Linked DNA regions of Rattus norvegicus: region 2 is linked to region 1. A link is a contact called in public Hi-C data. All regions are on one chromosome and are shown on one strand. Each heading gives the region's core, a stretch centred on a gene start, on an enhancer-like site or on the middle of the called end of the contact. The rest is flanking DNA. Distances are from core to core; before and after follow the strand shown.

Evidence for each region. A called contact is a pair of places that touch in the nucleus more often than the background predicts.
Region 2: a contact with region 1 is called in a Hi-C map of liver, with 4 times the contacts expected there. The contact joins two enhancer-like sites. A contact is called at or near these places in 5 of 12 Hi-C or Micro-C datasets (the Rat2 cell line, hepatocytes, kidney and 1 more).

What each region holds. Positions count from the first base shown.
Region 1 is chr6:33,312,642-33,318,825 of GRCr8, forward strand. LOC134479114 (a long non-coding RNA gene) reads right to left here. Exons shown (of 3, transcript XR_010052216.1): 3 at 4,526-5,084. Among named protein-coding and RNA genes, the nearest start is that of Itsn2, 21 kb to the right of the region's middle. Within about 2 kb of position 4,415, at least 4 of the 93 cell types and tissues checked have an H3K27ac peak or open chromatin away from gene starts, as enhancers often do. A contact at or near this core is called in liver, where this site is marked.
Region 2 is chr6:33,367,009-33,373,661 of GRCr8, forward strand. Itsn2 (intersectin 2) reads left to right here. Exons shown (of 40, transcript NM_001427104.1): 5 at 1-76; 6 at 1,519-1,725; 7 at 1,841-1,937; 8 at 2,628-2,767; 9 at 3,935-3,998; 10 at 4,486-4,623; 11 at 5,023-5,108; 12 at 6,105-6,367. Among named protein-coding and RNA genes, the nearest start is that of Itsn2, 34 kb to the left of the region's middle. Within about 2 kb of position 4,248, at least 7 of the 93 cell types and tissues checked have an H3K27ac peak or open chromatin away from gene starts, as enhancers often do. A contact at or near this core is called in liver, where this site is marked.

The DNA of each region.
Region 1 (6,184 bases), core at 3,165-5,664:
GCAGGCAAATAAATGGAACTAGAGAAAAATCATCCTGGGTGAGGCAAACCAGACCCAGAAAGACAAGTATGGTATGAACTTACTTATAAATGGGTATTAATTATAAAAGATAATCATACTACAATTACAGACACGGAGAGGCTAAGTAACAAGGAGGGCTCAAGGGAGGATACAAGGATCTCCATGGGAAGGGTAAATAGATTTTGTGGGTGAACTTGGGAACAGGGGATCAGGTGTTTGAGGAGAATGGAGGGAGAGAGTACTGGGAGAAACAACTGGAATTGGGGGATATTGGGGACTTGAGGTAGAAACCTAGTACAATGGGAACTCCCTGGAATCTAAGATGGTAAACCTTGCCAAGATTACTAGTAATGAGGATAGAAGTCTGAACCAGGCATCTTCTGTAACCAGGCAAGGCTTCCAATGGAGGGATTGGATACCAACTGTCTTAGGGTTTTACTGCTGTGAGCAGACACCATGACCAAGACAAGTCAAGGACAACATTTAATTGGGGCTGACTTACAGGTTCAGAGTTCAGTTCATTATCACCAAGGTGGGAACTTGGCAGCATCCAGGCAGGCATGGTGCAGGAGGAGCTGAGTTCTACATCTTCATCTGAAGGCTGCTAGTGGAAGACTGACTTCCAGGCAGTTAGGATAAGAGTCTTAAGCCCATGCTCAAAGTGACACACCTACTCCAACAAGGCTACACCTCCTAATAGTGCCACACCCTGGGCCAAGCATTAACAAACCATCACACCAACTCAGTCACAAAACATTGAACCTACAATTTGTCCTGCCTGCAAAATGTGAGGTAAAGGTATTGTAGAATTTGTGGGAGTGGCCAACAAATGTTCCCTAATTGTTTGGTTGGCTAAATAAAGAAGGCAGAAGCTAATTGCCGGGTGAAGATATGGAGGCGGGTTTTCCAGTTTCCAGAGAGGAAGAGGAGGACATGATATAGTGAAAGGGCTTTCTTGGCCAGGCTGTAGGCAGAGACGAAGGACACCGTATAGGCCTGGGGGCTATTAGACCTGGTGGCAGCCTCTGCTGCCCACATAGAACTATTCCAGCAAAGCTATTCCAACATAGAATAGCAGATGAGTTTAGGAAAATAGATTCTGAGGCCAGCAGTTGTGACATCTGGCCGATTTTAAATATTAAGATTGTCTGGTGTTTTCCATTCACAATGATTCAGGTGGGCAAGAGAAAGGGCACAGCTGTGGGTCAGTCATTGATGGCCACAGAAGTGAGTGGTCTGTGTAGATTGTGGGAAAAGTGTTAGCTAGTGGAGGGGGCTGAATATAAGGCAGGTGGTCGGCTGTTAGTCCCAGAGCCTGGCTGGAACAAGTGTGGATTTAAAATTACACGCACAAACTAATGACTGGTCCAACTAGAGATCCACACCAAGAGAGGGAGCCCATGCCAGACACTGCCTGGAGGCCTAGAAACCAGAGTGTGGAGAGACAAGAGACCTACAATAGACCCAAACATTGACTGACAAAATAAAATAAAATGTCAATGAAATGATCCTAATGATCTACTACACTGGCAGACCAGAGCCTAGCATAATCGTCATCAGAGAGGCTTCATCCAGCAACTGATAGAAGCATACGTAAAGTCCCACAGCCAAACATTCGGCAGAGCTCAGTAATCCCTCAGAAGAGAGTAAGGAAGAACTGTAGGAGCCAGAGGGGTCAAGGAGCCCATATAATCAATTAACCAGGGCTCAGAGGGGCTCGCAGAGATTGAACTGGCAATCAGGGAGTCTGTACAGATCTTACCTAGGTCCTCTGCATACACGCTATGGTTGTGTAGCTTAGTGTTTTGTGGGACTCTTAACAGTGAGAGTGGGGCTGTCTCTGACTCCTTTGCCCATTTCAGGGATCTTCCTACTGAATTGCTGTCGAGAGTCCAATGTCCTGCCAGCAAGAACGACGTGAGGCAACAGGATTCTTCTGTGAACAAGCCTTTACTGTGTTACAGCTCTTCTTAGTGTTACAGCTCTCTTAGTGTTACAGCTCTCTTGAACAGGGACCCCGAGCAGCAAAGTCGCTCGACTTATATACACAACAGTATGCTAATTATCTCTCAGGGATTGGTGGGGCATGGATCACCCCACTACTTGTCCTCCAGGGATTGGCGGAGAATGAATCACCTCATTAGCATATTAATGGTCAACTGACACCTGGTGCATAAACCGCACATGTGCAGTACCGCTGTTCACCACTAGAGGGAGCCCTAGCAAGGGGACAAGCCTGCACATGCTCAGTAAGTTGTCGACATCCAGACAAGGCTGGATGTCGGTGCCATCTTTGTTTCGCCGCACCGAATTGCCTCGTCTGGCCTTCATATAAGGGTATGGGCACATACAATAGTCATATTGTAACTTGTAATGGCATGCTTGGTTGATATCCCTGGGAGATTTGCTCTTTTCTGAAGGGAACAGGAATGGATCTGTGGGAGACAGAAGGTAGTGAGAGGACATGGGAGGTGGAAGGTGGGAGGGGGGTGGACTGAGAGGAGATTAGGAAGGGGAAATTGTGGTCAGGATGTCATATAAGAAAGAAGAATAAATGATAAAAACAACAAGAGAAAGAGTGTGAAATTATGACCACTGTGTCACTTATATACCAGTCTAAATCTATTGTCTTTCTTCAGATTAACGTCAAAGACTTAAAATTTCAAATTCTGCATAGACTCGGTTTACAGCATTCTATAAGCATTGTTCTTGTTGGGATAGTCTGGCATATAAGACATTATTTATTAAGATGCCATCAAAGAGATTTGGAATGGAACTTACTTGGTAGAGCATTTGCCTGGTGTGTACCAAGCCCTGGGTTCCCTCCTCACCCCATAAACCTGGTGTGGTGACACAGCCTTGTAATTGCAGCAGAAGAAGAAGTGGGAGAATGAGAATTCAAGGTCATCCTTGTGCTCGAAGCCAAAGGGACCCTACCTTAAACAATTAAAAAAAAAAAAAACCAGCAAAAACCAATCAGAATCATCAAGTTGAAATGTTTGGTAAAATATTAGGTTTCTCATGCCAATCAAAATCTACCAAACCAGAAGGTTTGGGAATGAGTTCTTTGAATGGGTAGTTTAAACATAATTCCAAAGAGAACTTACACTGAAGATATTTATGTGATGGTATTTGTGTACAGCTGGTTCAACTTTGCATACTTTTAAAGAAGGGACCACTAGGGTGGGAGAAATGGCTCAATAGTTAAGAGCAGATGACCTGGTTTCTACTCCTAGCACCCACATGGCAGCTAAATAAATTTGCAACTCCAGTTCCAGGGGACCTAACAACTCTCTGACCTCTGTGGGCACTGCATACACGTGGTGCACAGACACACACACACACACACACAAAACACCCATACATACAAAATAAAATATAAATATTTTAAATATTTACTTTTAATTTACTTACCTATTTGTTTTATTTTGTTTTGTTTTGTCAGAGACAGGGTTTCTCTGTGCAGTATTGGCTGTCCTGGAACTTGCTCTGTAAACCAGGCCGGCCTTGAACTCTGAGATCTGCCTGCCTCTGCCTCCTGAGTACTGGAAACAAAGGAGTGCAACACCATGCTCGGCATGAACCTCGTTTTCTTAAAAAAAAAAAAAAAAAAGGAACTATTTTCATTGGCTTCCAGGAATCACTAAGAGACTGGAGTTAGTTCAATCAACCCATTTGAGAGTAATATCTGACAGAATAAAATAAGGCAGATAAGGGAGGCCGGTTATTCAAAACCTTAATCAGGGTTCTAGGTTGAACAGAGAAGGATGTTAGGTTTGCGGTCAGGGTGAAAGATCTGTGTTTAGGGATAAAGACTGGCAGGTGTACCGGGCTTTATTGTGGATAAAATCCTGTCTAATAGGTTTGATTACAGCATGACCTGCACAGTTTTAAATGAGATATGGTTTGGAATAATGTCTTTAAGTGGTTCTCATGCCTTAATATGTATTACTCCCAAGGTTCTTGGGCAGAAATCTTCAATTCAAATAAACACAGCAGGATATTTTCTGCAGGTGGTACGCCGAACACACTAGGAGAAACACTTGTTTTTTTGTTTTTTTGGGTTTGTTGTTTTGTTGTTTTTCTTTTTTACTTGACAGAAAATTCTGTCGGAGTTCACTGGCTCCCTGGGTATAACATCAAAGGCTAGTTCAAAACAGCTTGACTGCCCGTGTAAGCAAGAACGGAGAAAACAGCTGCTCAAAGACCGGCCATTTCTAATTCTTTGCTAAGTTTCCTGGAGACAGAAAACGGAAACCCCGGTTTTTTTGTTTTTTGTTTTTTGTTTTTTGGTTTGTTTTTAACTGCAAAACAGCAACAAGAAGCCACACAGTTGGTTCTGTGCACTGTCTGACCTCTAGGGGGAGTAAAAGGATTGACTTACACAAGCTCCCCTGCTGTGCGGGGGGGCGGGGGCGGGGGGGCGCGGAGCGGGGTGGACGAGGGAAAGGGAGGTGCCCTGTACAGGTCAAGGACGCCCTGAAGGTTTTATCGCTAAGGGTGGAGCTAAGAATGGAAGGTGCTAAGCGGTAAAAAGCTTTTGCTTAGCTGTAATGTCCTTTCTGGCCGGCCCTTACTTAAGTTGGTCTTTTGTGGTAACCTGGATTGGATTTGTTAAGGATTCTTAAAATAAAATCTTCCAACACTTGTTTTAAAAAATGGTAAATTTTATTCTGAAGGACTACTACAGTCTTGCAGTGGGTAAAGTAATCCACCTTAATTTTTAGAATTTTTTTTTTCTTTTTCTTTTTTTCGGAGCTGGGGACCGAACCCAGGGCCTTGCATTTGCTAGGCAAGCGCTCTGCCACTGAGCTAAATCCCCAACCCTTTTTTTAAAGATTTATTCATTTATTATATATAAGTACACTGTAGCTGTCATCAGATACACCAGAAGAGGACATTGGATCTCTTTACAGATGGTTGTGAGCCACCATGTGGTTGCTGGGAATTGAACTCAGGACCTCTGGAAGAGCAGTCGGGTGCTCTTAACCGCTGAGCCTTCTCTCCAGCCCCAGTCCACCTTAATTTTGAGCACGGCAAAGACAGGTCGGCATTGGCAGCCTCTGAGAAGGAAGGAATAGAAAATTTGAAGAATTACTAAGAAAAGACAGGGAGTTATTTTGGCGGTGGGTTAGAGATGGGTTCTACCTACAATTAGCCCTTGCTGTCCTGTAACTCATTATATGGAGCAAGGTGGCCTCAAGCTCACAGAGCTCTGCCTTTGTCAGCCTCTGGTGTCAGTCTCTGGTGTGTACCACCATGCCCAGATTTTGGTTATTTTACTAAATGGATTTGATAGGACTTAAACACAGGGCTGGAGGATAAAGAACTGGATCAGATAAAACTGACTTAGCAAGACTCCTGCTGTTGTGGGGTAGTCAGGCCTAGCAAGGACAGCAGAGGTCAAGACCTACTGTAGAAGGGGCAAAGAGACAGTCCTGCTAGGGTTGAAGGAGAAAGTGTTCTTTTCTCTGGTTTGATTGACTGTTCTTCCTCAGAATATAATTGAAGCTCAGCCCAGAGGGCTAAGGACCTGGGGGACAATCTCTATACAGACCTTAGTCTTGAAATCCTGCGAAACTTGAAATAAATATTCAGGGATCCAGGATCCAAACTCTCTTTCACGGGTGACAACTTAGATGATACAAACAGTCCTGGATTTACAATTTGGCTATGTCATGCCAAAAATGTATTTAATGTGATTGAGCTTCCAAACATCACAGCACACTATGAACGATAGCTGCTTGTCCTTGGGATTGGGTGGCCGGTTCCTTACTGCTGCCCTGTATTGTGAGGTGGTACCACATTACACACACCTAGCCAGAGAAAACTTGAAGAATGGTTTCTGTTGAATGTTTATGGCTATTATACTATTTTAAAGTAGAAAAAAAACCCATATCAAACCATTGTAAATTTGGAGCTAGCTATAAAGCATAACACATATGGAAATCCATATATATTCTGACTTAGAAAGTCTGTGTTTAAATACTGACTCTTTGGTTTATTATTATAGACCTAGGAAATAAATTTAATTACATGTCCAAATTTCGTAAGACTCCCTAGAATGGTCACAAACAAATTGACCCTGAAATACCTTACAAGACTGTCCTGTGGGTACACCCCCTCAGTGTATGATTAGAACAGGCCAAGGACACCCACGGAC
Region 2 (6,653 bases), core at 2,998-5,497, 54 kb after region 1:
CAACAGCTGCCGGTAGTTCTCCCTCCTATCATGAAGCAACCCCCAATGTTCTCACCCCTAATCTCTGCTCGCTTTGGTATGTATTCATTAATGTGGCAGCCCTGTTTGATTGTCAAGCTTGATTCCTTGTGGATCAGGAAAGGATTTATTAGCACAGCATGACAATCCCTAGATTTCCAAGTTAAGTTTCGTGCCTTTAAGAGAAGAACTCTAAAATGCACTGTCATAGCTAAGTGTCTGGTCTTACCCAAATCTCCTTTCACAGTTCCTAGTTGTGAAATGAATTATCTGCCTCTTCAGTTACAACTGACTCTAAATAGGCTTCCTTATCAGTCTCTTCTGTGTCTCAGGGAAGGAGAAAGCAGGATGCTAATTACTAGAAGATACAGAAGGGAGGTGATGTGGTTAGGGGTCAAGGACAAATGGTCACTTGGTACAAAATTACTATTAGAGAGGAGAAATCAATTCTGGTTTCTGTTGTATGGCAGGGTGACTATGGTTAACAATTTTGAATTGTATATTGCAAAGCAACTAAGAGAGAAGATTTTGAATGTTTTTAGCACAGAGAAATGATAAATACTTGAGATGACAGATGTGCTAAATATCCTGGTTTGGTTATCATATATGTTACATGTATCAGAACACTACACTGTAATGCTTAAATAGATACAGTATTAATATTAAGTAAATAAAACAAGAAGATTGAATAAATTTAAACACACCTAAAGGGTTTAATCTACATGGTAATTTAAAATCATAGATGAGTAAGAATTTCTATAAAGGTTAATTAGCCAGCTAAATCGAGGCCTAAAAATTGTACACTTTGTGTAATTTACATACTCATCAGAGATTACCAATTGGTATGTTTTCCATATAATTTTGATTAGTCAGTTTCTTATTAATTATATGTGAAAAGCAGTAAGTTTGAATGGGACATTCAATTAGATGTCTCTGTGTTGAAAAATGCATTTATTTATAGCAGATGTCAGGTTTTGAACACCTTACTCTTCCACTGTTCTCAATTGTAGAGATAAACACCAGATCCCCTGGTGGCCGTATTCTTATGTTGTAGTTATGTTCTGCAGCTATGAGAATGAAAGTTATCACTAATTTTAAAGTGAAGTAAGTGTGTACTAAGCACGTCCACCGCAGCGCCTCCTGGTCAGAGCCGTTTGTCTGAAGAAGGAGAATGCACGGAATGCAGTGCCGTAGAGGCCCGGATCAGTTTTCCTTACGCTGACAACCATATATATGGAGTTGACAAAGGCTGCTTAGTCTTAGCAGCCACAAAAGAAGAAAAAGGAAAGACCTGCTTATACTTCACACATGACAGACATTAATGTTCAAGCAGTAGCTTATCACCCTCACTTCACACTCAAATCTGCTTTCTGGGATACTTTCAGGATAATTTACCAAGCTAATTCTGCAAAATTGAGGGTGCTTTTTGTGCTGTAATTTTTGGGGGTGTATTTTATTGTTGAAAATACCATTGGAAAATGTGTTCTCTTTTATCTTCAGGGATGGGAAGCATGCCCAATCTGTCCATTCATCAGCCATTGCCTCCAGTGGCACCTATAACAGCACCCTTGTCTTCTGCTACTTCAGGGACCAGTATTCCTCCCCTAATGATGCCTGCTCCCCTAGTGCCTTCTGTTAGTACATCTTCATTACCAAATGGAACTGCCAGTCTCATTCAGCCTTTATCCATTCCTTATTCTTCTTCAAGTAAGTGTCCAGTAAGTCAGAGATGTGAAGAAGAAACCGCTGTTTGTTGTTCAGAGATGTCCTCCTTTGTGGAACTGCCTCGTACAGACCGTTTCCCTCTTCTCTCTGCCCCCAGCATTGCCTCATGCATCATCTTACAGCCTGATGATGGGAGGATTTGGTGGTGCTAGTATCCAGAAGGCCCAGTCTCTGATTGATCTAGGATCTAGTAGGTATGAAGACTTAACACACAGCTCTGTCTGCTTTCAGTGTGGATATTAATCTAATAAGCCCTGGGCTATCTAGGTTGTTCTTTGTAATGAACAAGTACAAATATTTAACACAAGCTTTCTTTGTTGTTGCTGCTGCTTTCTTTGTTGTTGCTGTTGGAGGGGTTTCTTTGTATAGCCCTGGCTGTCCTAGAACTTGCTTTGTACACTAGGCTGGCTTTGCATCTGCCTCCCCAAGTGCTGGGATTAAAGGTATGCACCACAACATCTGGATAAAGTTGTATATTTTAATTTTATAGAACACAAAAGTATTTATTACCTACCATAGAAATCATCATAGTTCTTCAAAAATTGTTTAAAAAGAGTTATCTTTTCCTTAGAAAAATATTGTACTATAGCTTAAATAACCATTGATTTTTGTGACTTTTTTCTTAACATCACTGAACCACAGTTTGACCAATTAAGAAATGTAGACAATGTCTTTTAAGTGTATGTGGAAGATAAGAAATGCCATCTATAAATGCCCTGGCCAGTAAAATGCCTGGAGTTGTAGGTTCTTAATAGGTGGAATTGTATGTGTCTATTGCCATTATATTGTATATTGATTCCTAACGTCTTTGGCTTATAAAGTTTCATTGTATTTTATTATTTAGTATTATTTAGTAACAAAGTTTTAAATACATTTCATTATAGCTCAACTTCCTCAACTGCTTCCCTCTCAGGGAACTCACCTAAGACTGGGACCTCAGAGTGGGCAGTTCCTCAGCCTTCAAGATTAAAGTATCGGCAAAAATTTAATAGTCTAGACAAAAGCATGAGTGGATACCTCTCAGGTAACTGGCAGATAGTGGTTATGACAGAACATTGGTCGTTTATGTGAACTTCCTTTGAAAACTGTTACTTGAATTTGTACTTTGTGCCTTATCTAAAGTTCTAACATTGAAGGCATTACATACATAAGAATATTGTGAGTATATAATTATTGAAAGATATATTTGACTTGATTGCTTTCTTCAAATTCTTATGCCAAGTTAAATGCAAGGGGTGTATACCCCACTTTTCAGAAAAGCATCTCTCAGAAATCTTATAAGCTTTGAAGTGAGTGAAAACCCCAAAGCACACGTGTGGTAGTGGTAGCAACTAGCCTTGGTTCTCTTTGAGAGAAAGCACATTTTCTCCGCTTGCCTTTTCATGACGCACTCTCTACGCTTTAACTTGAGTGTCTGTAGAACATTTCAGTTCAGTTTAGAATATTATATAAACTTACAGAGGATGATGAAATGTTATATGGTTATATACGAGATATATGTTTGTAATAGGCAAGTATGTTCCCCCTCCTAACTTTCACATTCCCACAAAAAATAACTCTCACATAGGGCAAAGTGCATGCTGGATAAAGGAAAAGGGGTCAGGAAAGACTTGGTGATTGCTGTCTGGTCATGCTGTGGACAGTAACGCAAGTCATAAGGAAGAGAACAATTGGAGAGACATTGGAGAGAGGGACATGATAGAGACAGGATTTTTTTTGAGATGCCTGTGAAGCATCTATGTAGGTGTTTGGTTAGACATAGGAGTCTGAATATAGAGGTGAGGTCTGGACTGCAGATGCGGGGTACTAGGCTTTAGGTGCTTTTGAAAACAGAGAGAAAAGTGTCCTCAGGGGTCCCAGGAGGAATGGCAGCCTCTGAGGATCATGTAGGAAGAGAGACAGTGAGGACAAAAGAACGAATGGAGAGCCTGAAGGAAGGGGGAGTGTAGGAGGCCACTGGCCTGAGGCTTGCCCTTGCTCTCAGAGCTGAGTGGTGCTTTCCTGCTGGAAGATCATGTAGGAACTCTCCCACTCTGCACTCTGGAGCAGGACTGTGTTTGATTACTGTTGGATACCCCCTGCTTGGCCCCTGGCACAAACATTTTGATGGTAAATGTTCCAAGGAAGCAGCAACATTATCTGCAAGACTTAACAAACTAAAGTTGTTTCTTTTTATGCTTTTCTCAATCAGGTTTTCAAGCTAGAAATGCCCTTCTTCAATCAAATCTTTCTCAAACTCAGCTAGCCACTATTTGGTGAGTGTACCCATCAGTGATTTCAAATTATATACAGTCTATCATAAAAAGCCGCTCTGGAAGATGGCTTCTGAAAGAACAAACATAAAATCATTGTTTCTATAAAAATTTGTTATGCCAGAATGTTCCATAAAAGTGAGCATTTGGAAGTTACATTCAGCAGGAAAGTGTACATGCTTGGAACTTAACCTTGATTTTATAAGCAACAGTGTAGCTTTCTTTATTGACTTATGTTGCAATCCAGAGATTGCAACATGAAATGTCATAAACCACCCTCCCAGAAGGAGCATTTGCTATGATGATTCACTGTCTTCTCTTTCTTTTGGACTATGAAAATTAAGAGTAAAAGTTGACTTTTTTTGGTATGTATTTACGTTTTCCTAAAATATATTAATCTAGAATTTATCATGTCGTTCTTCATAAAAATAAAAGTCAGTAAAAACTCTAAGTAGACTTTGTAACTTGTGATTGGTCATGTTGCCTTTAGGACTCTGGCTGACATTGATGGTGACGGACAGTTGAAAGCTGAAGAGTTTATTCTGGCGATGCACCTCACTGACATGGCCAAAGCTGGACAGCCGCTACCACTCACGTTGCCTCCTGAGCTCGTCCCTCCATCTTTCAGGTGCGTGTCTGCAGAGCCGTGGTTTGCTTCAGTCACTTAGGTGTTGTTTTTTTACCTCTCTGGAGCCTGTGCTTCAGTTTAGAGGAGAGTCACAGGTTTGCTCTGCCCTTCGGTCTTATACTGTGTGAGTCACGCTGGGAAGTAGATAACAGAGGGGTTGTTCTCCCTATGCTATAAAAGAGAAAAGTTTAACTGAAAAGATTAAGAAAAACTCGCCCACACTGGATCTCTCTGATTAATATCCTAGTACTTTGTATATTGTGACTAAAGGCATGCTGTGGTGTAAATATCCTTGCTACTGTATCTTAAATATGGACTTGTTTTAATTGTTGGTGATCTGCATTTTTTATCTGAAAATTCTCAGGCTTTATGATGCTCTTTGTTGTGTGTCCTTCTTAGAGGAGGGAAGCAGATTGACTCCATTAATGGAACTCTGCCTTCATATCAGAAAACACAGGAAGAGGAACCGCAGAAGAAATTGCCAGGTGATAATTTTATACTTTTAATTAATTTATTTTAAAATCACAATCGTAATTTCTTTAAATTTTACTTTTGAAGTACAAACAAATATTTAGAGTATTTATAGACTTAAAAATTATATGCGGGGCTGGGGATTTAGCTCAGTGGTAGAGCGCTTGCCTAGGAAGCGCAAGGCCCTGGGTTCGGTCCCCAGCTCCGAAAAAAAGAACCAAAAAAAAAAAAATTATATGCTACATGAAAATAGTGAATGGGTGACATTTGTGTCTATGTCCATGTGTGTGCGCGCATGCGTGCACCTGTATTACTGGGGATTGAACACATACACTTACGTAACATCACCAGCTCGTTGGGATGTTTTAAATTACTTGTATATCTCAATGAAGAATAAAACTAAAAATGATGAAGGAAGAGAGGGAGCATGTATATATTTGAAAAGTTAGTGTTTTTTCCACATTGGGTAGAATCAGATCAAGGTTCGTAAAATTTTTAATGAAAAATTTTAATGAAAAAGTTTTAAATATTCATTGAAAGAATGCACATATGATTATTTTAAATTATTTAAAAGGTAGTAAAAAGACTGGAATTATAGCTCAATAGTAGAATGTTTAGCTCATACTAAGTTTAATCTCCAGCACTATAAACCAAACCAAACCAAAAACCACCTTCTTCAGAAAGTTAATGTGTGTGTGTGTGTGTGTGTGTGTGTGTGTGTGTGTGTGTGTATGCAGAGGAAACACAACCATGGTTACTTGAAGAAAGCACTGAGAAAAGGCAAACCAGTATTTTATTGGTGTTTGAATAGAGTTAGATGTAGAAAATTGGAGTTTTAAGTGAGTATTTTACAGGAAGTACTTTCCTATTTCCATGTGAGTTAGAAGTATCTGAGAGCAAGAGCAAAAGACCTCCTAGGCGACTACTAAGCAGAGTGCGTTAAACTAGATGAGAGGCTGTAGGCTTGAGACAAAGCATAGTCCCCCCTCCCCGCTCCCTCTCCTTTTTAGTTACTTTTGAGGACAAACGGAAAGCCAACTATGAACGAGGAAACATGGAGCTGGAGAAGCGACGCCAAGTGTTGATGGAGCAGCAGCAAAGGGAGGCTGAGCGCAAAGCCCAGAAAGAAAAGGAAGAGTGGGAGCGAAAACAGAGAGAACTACAAGAGCAAGAATGGAAAAAGCAGCTGGAGTTGGAGAAACGCTTGGAGAAACAAAGGGAACTGGAGCGACAGAGGGAGGAAGAGAGGAGAAAAGAGATAGAAAGACGAGAGGTAATTTTCTGACTGAGTACGCAGCGTTTAGTAAGAATATGCTGACGTGGTGCTGTGCTTTCCCATCTAAATCATGTCACTGTTCTTTACCCTGAACAGAGCTGCATCTCCTTTCCCTTGATGAGGGAAAGAGAATGGATCTCTGTGTATAAGGACAGGAAGGGCTTCATGGCAGAGTTGTGGAAACCTGGATCATGTGTAAGTGAGGCCCCAGTCAGAGGACTGTTTGCACAGCTGAGCTAAGCCAAGAGCTACAGTTAGTGGACATCAGAAAGTCAGGCAGACG